Regions from separate parts of the Sus scrofa genome. Here region 2 is linked to region 1. A link is a contact called in public Hi-C data. All regions are on one chromosome and are shown on one strand. Each heading gives the region's core, a stretch centred on a gene start, on an enhancer-like site or on the middle of the called end of the contact. The rest is flanking DNA. Distances are from core to core; before and after follow the strand shown. Region 1 holds the start of FMOD (fibromodulin). Region 2 holds the start of PRELP (prolargin).

Evidence for each region. A called contact is a pair of places that touch in the nucleus more often than the background predicts.
Region 2: a contact with region 1 is called in a Hi-C map of skeletal muscle, with 4 times the contacts expected there. The contact joins the promoter of PRELP here to the promoter of FMOD in region 1. A contact is called at or near these places in 2 of 5 promoter capture datasets (fetal liver and liver), 29 of 47 Hi-C or Micro-C datasets (adipose tissue, alveolar macrophages, blood and 14 more) and 2 of 2 datasets of contacts at active chromatin or transcription factors (alveolar macrophages and skeletal muscle).

Annotation. Positions count from the first base shown.
Region 1 is chr9:64,069,926-64,076,757 of Sscrofa11.1, forward strand. FMOD (fibromodulin) reads right to left here and starts at 3,928. Exons shown (of 3, transcript XM_003130105.4): 1 at 3,563-3,928; 2 at 1-839. The coding sequence starts at 830.
Region 2 is chr9:64,188,558-64,195,389 of Sscrofa11.1, forward strand. PRELP (prolargin) reads left to right here and starts at 2,425. Exons shown (of 3, transcript XM_003130106.4): 1 at 2,425-2,602. It overlaps LOC106507842 (a long non-coding RNA gene), which reads right to left. Exons shown (of 3, transcript XR_001304135.2): 1 at 6,603-6,832; 2 at 4,697-4,739; 3 at 2,612-3,661.

The sequences.
Region 1 (6,832 bases), core at 2,678-5,177:
TGGGACAGCCGCACATATAGCAGCTTGGGCGACCCCCGGAAGTAGCTGTCGGGGACCGAGTAGACGTTGTTGTGCTCTAGGTACAACTGCTCAAGGGCCGAGGGCAGTCCATCAGGCACCTTCCGAAGGTGATTGTAACTCAGGTCCAGCAAGATCAGTGACCGGAGGCCTCTCATTGAACTGCCTACTTCCTGGATCTCGTTGTGTTGGAGGTACAAGGCTGTGAGGTTCTCCAGCCCCTCCAGCGCATTGTTGGGGACCCTTGAGATCTGGTTGTGGTCAAGATGGAGCTCTCTCAGGGATCGAGGCAGTGGGCCAGGCATCCGGGTCAGGTTGTTGTGGTCCAGGTACAGCCTCTCCAGGTGCCTCAGCTTGGAGAAGACCTTCTTGCCCACCTTATCACTGGTGATCTGGTTGCCATGGAGAGCAATCCAGAGCAGCCCAGTGGCATTGTCGAAGACGCCCTCTTGGATGGAAGAGATCTGGTTGTTCTGGAAGTAGACATATTTCATGCGGGAGGGGACAAAAGGCAGGTACTTGAGGTTGCGGTTGTCACAGTACATGGCTGTGGGGAAATTGGGGGGGCAGTCGCACTCCTGGGGGCAATCACGGGGTTCAGGTGGTGGTGGAGAGCCGTAGGCATAAGCTGGACCTTCCTCAACCCCGTAGGGGTAAGGCTCATAGGGCTCATAAGGGTAAGGGTCATAGTGATCGTAGTAGGTGGACTGCTGGTTGCGGAGGTAGTGGAACCACCAGTGGGAGTCATCTTCATACTGGGCCCAGGAGAGGGAGCAGAGCCCTGCCAGCAGCAGGAGAGAGGCCCACTGCATCTTGTATGTCTGTAAGAAGGGAGAGAGGAGAGAGTAAGCAGGTGTGAATGAGACTCTAAGGATCTAGGGAGGCAATGGGCGAGCCTTCTGCTTTGAGGTCTGCAGTTTTGACTTGAGTATCAAACAGCCATGAGTAAGAGCCTTGCTCTCACTTCCTCTGGGCCTCTTCCCAGTGCTTCCTCTGCATACTTGGTTCAGTTGGACCTTGCCTATCTGGGGGGAGCTTGGTGCATTTTCCTTTGGTCATAGAGTCACAGAAACACAGCCTTTGAGATTAGAAGGAGACTGAATGGAGGTGCTGCATCTTTTTGGAGGGACAGGTCCATAGGAACCTCCAGCAACCTGAAGGTACTGTTGAGGGAAATGGAAAGCCTGCAGAAATTCCCAGAAGAGTGGTGGTGGTGGGTGCTCCTTAGGCCTGATTTCACATCCATTTTGGATTCTCCAGAAATAATGATTTCTAAGAGTCCAAGGAAAAAGCCCTCTGGTTCTTTCCACGTCTCTGGGAAACCTCCAGAAGTGGCTTGAGATCTCAAAGGAGAAGATCTGAATTACTTGTGGAAGATCTTTTGGTCTCTCAGGAAGGTGGGGGGCTCTGGTTTTGAGTATGTGGGGAAGGGTGTGGTCCCTCTGTAGCCACCACAAGGCTTAGGCTTGTGGTGCCAGCATCTGTAACAGCCTGCTCACAAGGAAACTCTCTGGTTGGCAGTTTGTGGCTGCACAGGCAACTTGGTTGGCATGGGGTATTCATATAACAGTTACAGACCCCCTCCAGACTGGGGATGCTGCCCCCTGGTATGGTATTTGTCTACTAGAGTGGGTATTGAGTATATGGAGTTTTAGTCAGTGCCCTTGGTAGTCCTCTGTGGTGTCTAATAAAGTGTTAGTACTTCTCATGCTCCACCACGGACATTATGTAAGAGCCACGTGGGGCCAAGAGAAATGAAGGAGGAATGAGGAATAATCATTAAAATGGAACTGAAATTGAAGACTTTGCAAAGGAACATGGCTTTCGAATGGGATTCTGGCATCTTTCTCTTCTGTCCTAAGCCACTTATGATGACCTCTGGATTACTGGGCTCTGTATCTAGGCCCCCACATTGCCAGACAGTCCATTGCCTTTGTGCTTGTATGCTAGTGAGATGAGAGCAGGTAGGCTTGGAGAGAAGTGTGGGTTTGGTGTCATCTGAGAGGGAAGTTGAAAGGCTGGAAGATGAGGGTGGCATGTTAGGCTGGGTGTCTTACTCCGAGTACCTATAGCCAAAGCAAAGCAAAGTCCCTTTGAGCCATGGGCTTCCAGAAGGGTGAGCATTATCCTTGAGGAGAGAGACATTAGAACCTTTCTTGGCCCAAGAATTGTCACATATATCATTCACAACACTGTTGGGCCTTGCTGGAATTGGCAACTCTGGACAGGAAAAAGAAAAGGAGTCTAAAAGCCTAATCAGATCCAATGCACTGATGAGAAGGACCATGTCACTGATGAAAGTGACAGTCAATCTAGTCACCTTCCAGCCACTGGCTCTCTCAGCTCACTCTGTCCCCTAAAAGTGGTTCCCTTAGACCTACTTCTTTCCACTGGCCTCTGGGCTACAGAGGCGAGGCCCCTGGCTCATCCTCAGGCAGCCTCAGACAAAGAGCCCACAGTGTTTCTGAGGAGCTGACCCAACCGCCCACTGCCTGGGCACGCTGGCTGGGCCCTGGCACTGGCCAGGAGAGGACGGATGGAGTGGCCCACTGCCAGCAGTGCATTTTTCCATGCACAGCCCTGGGCTGCTGCAGGACCAAGGTGGCTGTCTGGAGGCTGGCACAGTGAGCCTCTGTCTCCATTTCCCCTTCCAGACGAGGCACCTTGGCAGACAAAAGCCACCTTCCTCTTCAAGACTCGATCTTCCAGGACTATGCGTCCTGCCCACTTTGGCTTCTCTTTTGGAGTCATGACTACTAAAAGGGTTTGGTGGGGACCTTATGCCTCTCTTTACCCCACCCTTATCTCTTAGCAGTGTTGCTCCAGGGTTGTATACTCTTGAATCCACCCCCATCCCCAACGCTAGAGACCCTCCTGTGCTCAGAGTTTTGTGAGATGGAAAGTTCCTAGGACTGGCAAGTTGGAGGGAGCTTACTCAGGGGCTACTGTTCTTCCATTTCTCCATTCTAGAGAACCATCTCTCCCTCCTGTCAGAGTCAAAGACATCAAACCAGAAGCTATCCCCTAACCTGAACTGGATTCCTATTTCGCAGCTTCTTGGCCATGGTCAGTTCTCAACACTTCTCTTTATTTTTCCCCTTTCACCCCAGCAACACACACACACACACACACACACACACACACACACACACACACACAGAGACACTACACAAAACTCCCCCTCTGCTCTCATAACAGCATTCAGGCACCACAACCTCTCTGTAAGGGAGAACACAAGGAGAGACACAAGGCTGGGACACTGGAATTTACAAGTAGTAGACAGAGAAGGTTCCCCTAGGTACCTGGCCCTTCACTTTTTCATGCCTGAAATTGGAGGCCCCCCAACAACCAGAGAGGAGCTGGAGAACAAAAGTAGCATGCTGGAACCCCTTACTTCTACTCCCCTTCCCCCCTCCAGCATCCTGGGACTCAGCCCAGAGGGCCAAGAGGAATGACTCCTCCCTCCTGGCCCTTTCCTGTTCCCCAGCCCCTTTCCTTTAGGGAACTACCAGGGACAAAAACTGAAGTAAAATGACTGACTTACCTCGAGTTGAACCTTTCAGAGAGTGATCAGGTCCCTCTGTCTGGCCTCCTTGGTTGGAGAGCGTGTGAGAGGGAGAGGAGTGAGCGTCTACTGAGAGTGTGCGGGTCTGTGCCAGACCAGGGCCCGCCCCCAAATTCCTAATCAAATATTGTGAAGAGAGGGGTTGAGGAGCCCGGATCCTGGCTTCTTCAGCTCTGCTGCAGGGGCGGAGCTCACACTCAACCGCGCAAAATCCTTCTGACTTCTGACGGCCTGACGCTGTAAAAACCACCTTCTTTCCACTCACTTATCTTCCCTAAAGCATTGGCAGCTCTGGGTCTCTTTCTGTTGAACGAGTTAGTGGCGCCCTAGAAGTTATTTGTACAGTCTCTCACAAAGTGCCTGGGTTTCTCATTAAACCCACAAAGGCAGATGCAGGGAAGGGGAGGGCTGGGATTGGGGAAGAGGCATTTTAACTCTTTAGGCAACCCACTTGTCCCCCTGGAGAGCGAGTGCTCATCCTTCTGGGCTCAGACACTCTCTGCGGACAGGGGGTTAGGCTTATGAACAAGGGAGCAGGGCACAAAGACAGCTGGCTCTGGCTCCAGCTCCATCTGTGACCGGTGTAGACTCATCTGGACTTTAGAGTTTCTCTCTCCCTCCTGGATAAAGGGAAAGAAAGGGACTCTTATATTTGTTGATCATTTGCTAGCATCATACACTTTCATCTAATCCTTGCAATGATCTTTGGGCTAATAACAAGTACCTTGTTGTAGCAAGGACTCTGTAAGCTACGAATATAGTTGGCCTAGAATATGGTTGATGCTCACTCTGTAGTAGAGCATTGTACCCATTTTACAGACATAGAGACCCTGAGTAAGGGGAGGATAAGGTCGGAGGAGCAGGCGGGGGCTAGACTTTTTGCCACGGAATGGATTAAATTTTATTTGGAATGTTTAAAAAATAACTTGTTCTAAGCAGAAGAAGTGAAGGGATCAGATTCACATTTTTAAAAGCACATGGGAGAGTCTGCTGTGTGGAGAAAAGGAGGAAACTGGAAGCAGGAGCCTCTTGCCCAGCTTCCTTGAGAGCTAATGGCAGATCAGCAGTGAAAAGGGAATAGTGTATTTTTATTATTTTATTTGTTGGCCATCCCTTGACATACAGAGTTCCCGAGCCAGGGATCAGATCTGAGCTGTAGTTGTGACCTAAGCTTAAGCTGCAGCTGCTGCTACGCCAGACCCTTGACCCACTGTGAGGCGCAGGGATCAAACCTGAGTCCCAGCACTCGCAAGACACTACTGATCCTATTGCGCCACAGCAGGAAATCCAGGATAATATATTTTTAGACAAAGAGCTGACAAGTCTTAAAGATGGACCAGATAGGGAGTTAGGGACAGTCAAGGATGAGCCTTTGATTTTGAGGTTGAGTAACTTAGTGGGTGCTAACGCTGTTTCCTGACGTTAGAAAGATGGGAGGGACAGGGTCTAAGTTAGAGATGCCTGTTAGGCCTTTGCATGGGGATACATGCAGGCAGTCAGATATATGAGTCTGAATTTGAAGTTCAGGGGCTAGAAGAATTTGGGTTATCTAGCATCTCAGTAGCTTAGATGTACCCATGTACCCTAAATGCTCTTTCTTCAACAAATTGTCTCATGCCAACATCCAAGAATCATCCCTTTAATTTTTTTTAAATTATGGTAAATTACACATCACATAAAATTTACTATCATAATTTTAAGTGTACAGTTCAGAAGTGTTAAGTACTGCACTTAACAGAAGTGTTAAATATTGTACAACCAGTCTCCAGAACTTATTCATCTTTCAAAATTGGCAGTCTGCATTCATTAAACAAAAATGCCCCATTTCACTCTCTCTCTGCCCCTGGCAACCATCCAGAGTAGAAAAAAACTTTCTATCTCTCTGAATTTGAATACTACCCATAACTTTGATAAGTGGAATCATACAGTATTTGTCTTTTTGTGACTGGCTTATTTCACATAGCATAATGGTCTCAAGGTTCATCCATGTTGTATCATGTGTCAGAATTTCCTTTCATTTAAGGGCTGAATAGTACTCTGTCGTATGGCTACATACCACATTTTGTCTATCCATTTATTGGTCAATGGACATTTGTGTTGCTTACACTTCTTAGCTATTGTGAATAATGCTGCTATGAACATGGGTGTAAAGGCATGTCTTTGAGATCCTGCTTTTAATTATTTTGGTTACATGTTCAAAAGTGGAATTGGTCTATTTTTAGTTTTTTTAAGGAATCGCCGTATTGTTTTCCATAGCAGAAAAACCATTTTACATTTCTAACAACAATGCACAAAATTCTTTACATTTTTACCAACAATGCACAATGTGAAACACACATTATTAAAAAAAAAAATTGAAAAAGCCTTAGATTTGAATTTGAAGATTTTAAAATTTGAATTTTAAAGAATAGCACTTTTGGTTGCTCCAATAGGTTTGAACTGTTGACATAATATGATAGGTCCTTGTTAGGGACCCAATCTCCTCAGGAATTTCAAAGAGGTTTTTTTTGTTTTGTTTTATTATTTCTTGGGCCACTCCCACAGCATATGGAGGTTCCCAGGCTAGGGGTCTAATCGGAGCTGTAGCCGCCAGCCTACGCCAGAGCCACAGCAACGCGGGATCCGAGCCGAGTCTGCCACCTACGCCACAGCTCACGGCAACACCGGATCCTTAACCCACTGAGCAAGGCCAGGGATCGAACCCACAACCTCATGGTTCCTAGTCGGATTCGTTAACCGCTGAGCCACGACGGGAACTCCCCTCAAAGAGTTTTTTTTTAAAGATTGAGTAAATGAATGGGCCTTTGCTGACTACCTACTATAAGGTTTACTTACATTATCTGACTTAATTACAATAGCTATTTTGCATTGGAAATAGGGGCTCAGAGATAAAAGTGACTGAGTAGTGGCAAAACAAAGATTTGAACTTTGACCTGCATGACTCCAAAGACAGGAAAAGGCCTTAGGACTGGTGGAGCGGAGGGGTGATGGACCCCACCCTGCTGTCAGGGCTGACTGACTTGGTTAATCTGAAGCTCAGCTAACCACAAGGGCCCAAGCTGCTTGGGGACAGGGGAGTATAAAGATGAGAGGTTTCCTTTCCTGACCTCCCACATACTTCTTTTCAATGTAATACATAGAAGCATGTACTCTGTGCCTGACATGCTCTTAAGTGTTGGGGACACAAAGATTTTGATATAATACCTTTTCAAATTAAGCAGATGTGGGAGTTTCCATTGTGGTGAAGTG
Region 2 (6,832 bases), core at 1,175-3,674, 120 kb after region 1:
GACCATGATAGAAAATATTATTTTAAAAAATGTATGTATATGTATGCCTGAGTCACTTTGCTATAGAGCAGAAATTGTCACGGCATTGTAAATTAACTATACTTTTTATTTTTAATTTTTTCTTACAGTTGATTTACATTGTTCTGTCAAATATAATTTAAAAATACATCAATGTTTCAAAATATACCAGTGGGGTATATGACAGTGAGAGCCACAGATGGATCAAGATGGGTCATGAATTGGTAACTGTTGGAGCTGGGTATTAGGTACATGGGAGTTAGTAACACTATTCTGTATAAATGTGTGTATATTTAAATTTTTCCATAGTAAAAAGTTTATTAGTAGGCTATCTAAAAACACTATGTCCTCAAGTCATAGTAGTAGATCACCAATTAGTCAACTCTACTCTAGACATTTCTGAATATCCACCTGGTCGTCTCCACTCCTCCTTTCAATTCTCTCTGCATAGCCTCGGCCAGGGGGAAACTCTGGAGAGATGGAAGGACGCATCAGCTTAGAGTTGGTCATCATCGATGCCCAGGAACATAGACTCTGGGGATTCAGACAAACCCCACAGAAATGCATACAAATCATACTTCTGCACCCTGTCCAACCCCACCCACCCCCACCTTTGCTCATCCTCCCAGAACCTCATGGTATCTTGCTCACCTTTTATTTTTTTCTTTTTCTTTTTTTGCTTTTAAGGGCTGCAGGTGCAGTATATGGAAGTTCCCAGGCTAGAGGTCTAGTAGGAACTGCAGCTGCCAGCCTATAGCATACCACAGCCACTGCAACGCAAGATCCAAGCCACATCTGTGACCTACACCACAGCTCATGCAACACTGGATCCTTAACCAACTGAGCAGGGCCAGGGATGGAATTCAAGTCCTCATGGACACTAGTTGGGTTTGTTAGTGCTGAACCACAATGGGAACTCCTTGCTCACCTTACTTGAATGCTACTGACCACCTACCACACCAAGGGAAACAAGCAAAGCTAGGGTCTGATGTCCTCAGTCTGCAGAAGGGGACATGTACACTTTGGATGAAAAACTAAATGCATGAGTGAGTGTCCCAGCACACCCAGGGTCAATGACTATGGACAGCAGCTACACACTGTCCTCCAGCAAGACCTCACCAGCCGGTGTGGAAGGCACAAGATTTTGGGTGGAAGGGGGATGGGAAAAGAAGGTGCAGGTTTTATTTTTTCTTCCTTGTTTTTCAGTCTGATACCATTCATCATAATCCCCCTCCCAAAGCCTAACATCTTCCCAGGTTGTAAAATGCTTTCATATTTATATCATTTAATCTTCCCAACACTGTGAGGAAGGTATTATCCCCATTTTTTAGATGAGGAAATTGAGGCTCCACACGATCAAGTGACTCACTCGCCCAAGATCAACATAATTCATAAGAGGCAGAGCCCAGGACGGCTGATCCTAATTTTATTGTTCTTCCCTTTATTGCCAGATTGGGGAAGGGAGAAGGGAGTTCCCATCACTGGGCTCAGCAGCTCTCCAAGGACTGATGATAGAAAAAGTAAATCCCATTGAGTTTTTTAAGTAGTCAACTGAGGTCGCAGGAAGTTTTGATGGGCAGCTACTTAACACAGCTATAAGTGTGTTGTAGTTTTTGGTTGAGAGAACTGATAGAGGTAATGGTCTTACTTGAATGGGATGACATGGACAGGGGACCCTGGGATTCCCCCATATACTTTGTGTGATGACTATATGGCCCCCAAATCTCTCCTGAGTACAATATACATGGAGAAGCTGGCACTGTCCACATGGACAGTGACTTTAAGTCTTACAGCAAATTTTTACTCTCTTGCCTTTGCAGTATAATCCCAGGTCAGACTTTCCCTCTCTGGTTCTCAGAGCATCCCAAACCAAGGCTCAGTCCTGGGCTAGCTTGCACAGCAAGACTCCATTCCCTTAGCAACCTCTCAGAGAAGGCAACCTGGGGAAGAATTGTGTCTGCTTAAAGGAAACATCCCACACCCCTCACATCTGGGAATTGAACACGGGCAGTGAAGGGCATCAGAAGCAAGACAGTTGTTAGGAGGAGGAATGAAACAGTCTGGTGCTGGACCCAGCCATCCAGTCCTGGCCTGCACAGAAGTTGCTTTTCATTCCTTTTCCTCTGTTAATTTGGCTTGCTTTCCAAACATGGGTCAAACAATCTCCCTCCCAGAAGCAGCAGCAGAAGGAAATGTTATTAAAAACGAGTCCGTTAGTGGGCATGGTGTGTGGATGAAGTCTTTGGGAGTTTTGGCTGCTAAATAAAGACTTTATTGTTGTCATTCCTCCTTTCCCAAGCTCCCTCCCTCTCTTCTCTCCTCCCTCCCTCCTCCCCCCTCCCTCCGTCCTCCTCTCCCTCCTTACGATCTGGATCTGCCTGTCCCTCCCCCTAACCTAACCTCCCCACCCCAATAGGATCCAGTGGAAGAAAAGTCAGGCAAACTCGAGCACGAACACACCACAAGGAGATCAGAACTTCCAGCTGGCTCTCTGCTGCCACAGCTCCACCAAAGGGTGGGGGGAATCAGAGGGAGCCTTGCCGGACACTAAACCCAGAGCTGAGAGGAGAGGCAGGTGGTACAGGTAAGCCCAGTGGGAGATGGGGAGGAAGACTCCTGCCTCCAGCCAGTCTCCTGCTCCGTCCAACCTTGTTACTGATCTAGTCTCTATCTTTTCCTTCCTTCCTTCCACCCACCAAACGTCTCCCCTTTCAAAGGAACTCAAATTAATTCTTCCTCATTTGTTATTTCTTGTTATTGATCTAGTCTCTATCTTTTCCTTCCACCCACCAAACATCTCTCCTTTCAAAGGAACTCAAATTAATTCTTCCTCATTTCTTCTCCACCCTCTTTCTTCTCTTCATCATTCTCTATCCATGTCTTTGTTTTGCTGCAAAGTTAAACTTTCTTGGTACGGGTGTTGGTTGTAGGGCAGACAAACACCACACACAGCATTTCTACAAATCAGGTTCCCAGAGAAACCCTACTCTAGAACCCATTTCTCTGAACCTTTCACGTTTTGTCACACACCATCACAGGCATACACACGTGTCACACAGAGGCTACGCTTCCACTCCACATGCACACACACAAACTACACACACAGTACAAAGGCATCCTGTCCATTCACCTCCACTCTGGCTGCACAGGAGGTGCAGCGCTAGACCACATAGTGACCAGACACCAGGAGGGACACGCACACGCACACACAAACACACACACACACTGCCTCTTGTCTCTCACCCTCTCACACACCTCCCCAACTGTACAAGGAAAGGGAAAGTGCATTTTCCCACTGTGATGGTGGAGCCAAAAGAAATCATGTGTCCTGCGTCCAGCCTGAGCAGGAAGGGGATGAACGAGTGCAAAAGCTGGAAGGATGTCTTTGCTCTTTAGAACTTAATTAGGCAGGGGAGGGAAAAATAGCTTTCCCATCTGCACAGTGTCCTCCCTGTACCTCTGACTTTCTCAGTCTCACTGGTCCAAGCCACTTGTCTTTTGGAAAGAAAGAGAAGAAAGCAACCCCGCTCCCAAGCTTTGGAGGTCATAATTCTCAGCTCTGGGGGCAAAGCATTTCATTTTTATTGCAGGCATATTTCTTTTTAAAGCCACTTCAAAATCATCCCAGGTTGGCAAGAGGTCCCTGTGGGAGAGAAAAAGGGACAGTAGTTCCTTAATCAGTCAGGGAGGGGAAAAACTAAAGTGGGTAACTGAATGGAGCTTGTTTCCAAAGAGGGTGGACCTTTTCTACCCACCACCTCACTCCAGGAGAAAGAGCTGTCCCATGGCAGGCAGGGCATGGGCCAGATTAAGTTTTCTCAATACAGTTGATCTGGGGGCAGGGGTGGAGGAGAGGGGTGCGTACTAAAAACATAGACCCCTTGCTCCAGAACCACTGCATCGAGACCCAGGAATCTGTTGTTGTTTTAGGACTTGAGAGCATCTGAACCAGGGGCCCGAGGGAGTCCCATGTGGGACGGAAGAGCCCAGGACTTCTGGCAGTCTTATCTGGGCAGAAGGCCTATGTGGCATCCTGGACAAGGACTGTCTGATGGAGGAGCTCCAGAGTGCTCCAAACGGGCCACCCTCTTTTGCGGAGTAGAAGCAAGCACCTGAGGGAAAAGGGAAGCTCTCTTGTGAACATCCCACCTCCCTTCTCCAGGCAAGCATTGGCAGCCAGATAAAGGGAGAACATTCCAGAAAGAAAATTCCCTCAAAGTAGTTCCAAAGAGCTTATGTTTCCCCTTGCCTACTAATCTGCCTGCCCTGGGCCCCCATCCCTTCTGGATCCCCCCAAACAGCTGTCTGTTCTGGTGGCTCACACAGGGTAGAGGGGCAGCCCCATTTATGGGGCCCATGTGGGAGGCTGGAAGGGCCAAAAAGCCAGGTGCAAAGGGTTGGGAGGGGAAGTCATGAACCGCAGTGGGACACCATGGCCACCTGAGGAAATGAGACTGTACCATCCCTGGCCAACATCCTCTCACCTGCTGCAGGAAGGTCTAGTGTGGGGCTGGTGAGTTGGAGGAACAGAGTGAATGTTCCCCATTCCCCAAATGGCTGGGGACATCTATCTCTCTAATTCGTTGGTTCTGAGACCCAGGTGTCATATCACAGGCCCCGAAGGGGAAGAAGTTGCTCTGTGTGGAAGAGTTGGGGAAAATCCACGAGCTGTACCCACCTGCAAGGATCCTTGCCTTCCAGAGGGCTGCCCTCTGGCCAAGCTGAAAGGAAAGAGACTCTGTGATTTTTAAAATAATGTGAACTATAGCTTCTCATTCACTGAGCACTCATTTTTCACACATTTATGCATTTACTTCAAAATAAAATGGGTGTTAGGATGCCCATTTTACAGATGAGGAAGCTGAAGCTTGGTAGAAGTAAGAGATTTCCCAAGAGCACCCACCTAACAGCTAAAGAGTTGCAGGGTTGAGACCCAGGTCTACAAGCGCCCAAAGCACCAGAAGATTCTTACAAGCTTTCTTCAGAGGGTGGAGATGCTAGGGGATGGAAACAGAGAAAAGGATATGGTGAGGTGACAGCCTGTCGGCAAGCAAGAGACATCTCACCCTTGCTTCTTCCCCGGACCCTTGGAAAGGAAAACTTGCTCTTCTGGACTAGTGGCTTGAGGCCAAAAAAACATTCTGTTTACACTTGGCCTTGCGATAGACCCTGGAGAGACGGATGGTCCTTTCCTAAGAGTGTTATATTTATTTTTAGCACTTTTTGATCTGCAGCACATGTTCAAGTCACTTAACCCACTTATTTCTGAAAACAACTGGGTGAGGAAGAGAGGGATAGGGAAGATTTCATGACCCCCATTGTACAGATAAGGAATCAGAGGCTGAGAAGAGGGTCTCATCACTGGGTAGCAGTAGACGGGCCGAGACCCTGCGTGCCCTGCCTCATCTGAACCACGAGGCTCTCCCTGCCGCTGCCCCAATCAGGCTCAGCCTTATATTGATTTCACTCCCCAGGAAAGGGACAATTGCATCAATGATGTGTTGAATTTGTGACGCCTCCATTCAGCCCTTTCCTTACCCCAAGACCCCACCAGCCCCACTTGGAGGCCCTGGAAGAATCTCAGGCAGCCTGGGAGGACCTGCCTCACTATTCTGCTAACAAGAGAGAGAGACCACCTGATCTTCCTGGCTTCCAACCCCCTTCGGGGTTTCAGGAAGAGATCAAGGGAGGAGGATGGCTTTCAGAAGTCTGAGTTTAGACAGAAAGAGGGAACGAAAGAGGGTCATCACAAGGTCCAAGGGTGTGGCTCTATGGGAGGGGCAGCTCCATCCTCTGTGTGGGGTCACTGGTTGCATTAAGCCATGGAGGCTCAGGGTGACCAGCTAGATGGGAAATTTGACGAGAAAGAAGAACACCAAGAAGTAGTGTGGAGTCATCCTCTTCAACCCAGGGAAACACACCCAACCTCACTCCCAGCCCAACCCCAATCCCAGACTCTCCCCAAACTAAGCCAATTACCCTTAAATGTGCCCTAAGGACTTCGCACACCCGGCCCGTCCCTGAGGCTCATCATTGCAAGAGTCCCGGGTATCTGAACCTTAAATGAATGAATTGATGACCTAAACAGGGACCTGGCTATCTCACTTTAAAAATCAGTCTCTCTAGAGAATATGATCTTTTATACACGAACAATTGAATAAACAAAACCCTTGCCATTTGTAGAGATTTTATGCTCTACAGCATATGCCTTGATGTGTGTGATCTCATTGGATCCTCACATAGCTGAGGAGCCTGGGGCCTGGGAAGAAGTGTCAAAGCCAGGATCCAAGCCCAGATATCTAGTACTTGGAATCGAAATTTGAACTTAAAACTCTCTTAGGAAATGTTCTTAAATGAGAGAGTGAATTTGGGATTAGTCAAAGCAATTGCTTTTCCCCCAAGCATGAGCAGCTTTTTGAGAGCCGACTTAGGAGAACACAGGGCTGCAGGAGGCTGGTGTTTTAGCTGGGCCACGTGAGTTCATAGACCAAGCAGTGAGCACAGCCCAGCAGAAAGCTGAGAGGTGGAGAGGTATGCATGCAGAGGCACAAGAAATTTAAAAATCACACAAGCTTATAACCCACCTTAAGGGAGCTTATGACTGGACAGAAAGTTCTAGAAGACAGGAACATAAGACGGTGTGACTTCGGGCTTTGTGAGGAAGACCAGGGACCTCTTGTCTGTCATGATTCTGGTTGGGAGATTTAGACTCTGGGGGCTGCCCAGGCTCCAGCTGGAAGGGTGATTGCCCAATGAGAAAAGTCTTAGAAACGAGTGCAATTTCCTGAAAAAAGAAGCATGCAAGCATGCGCGC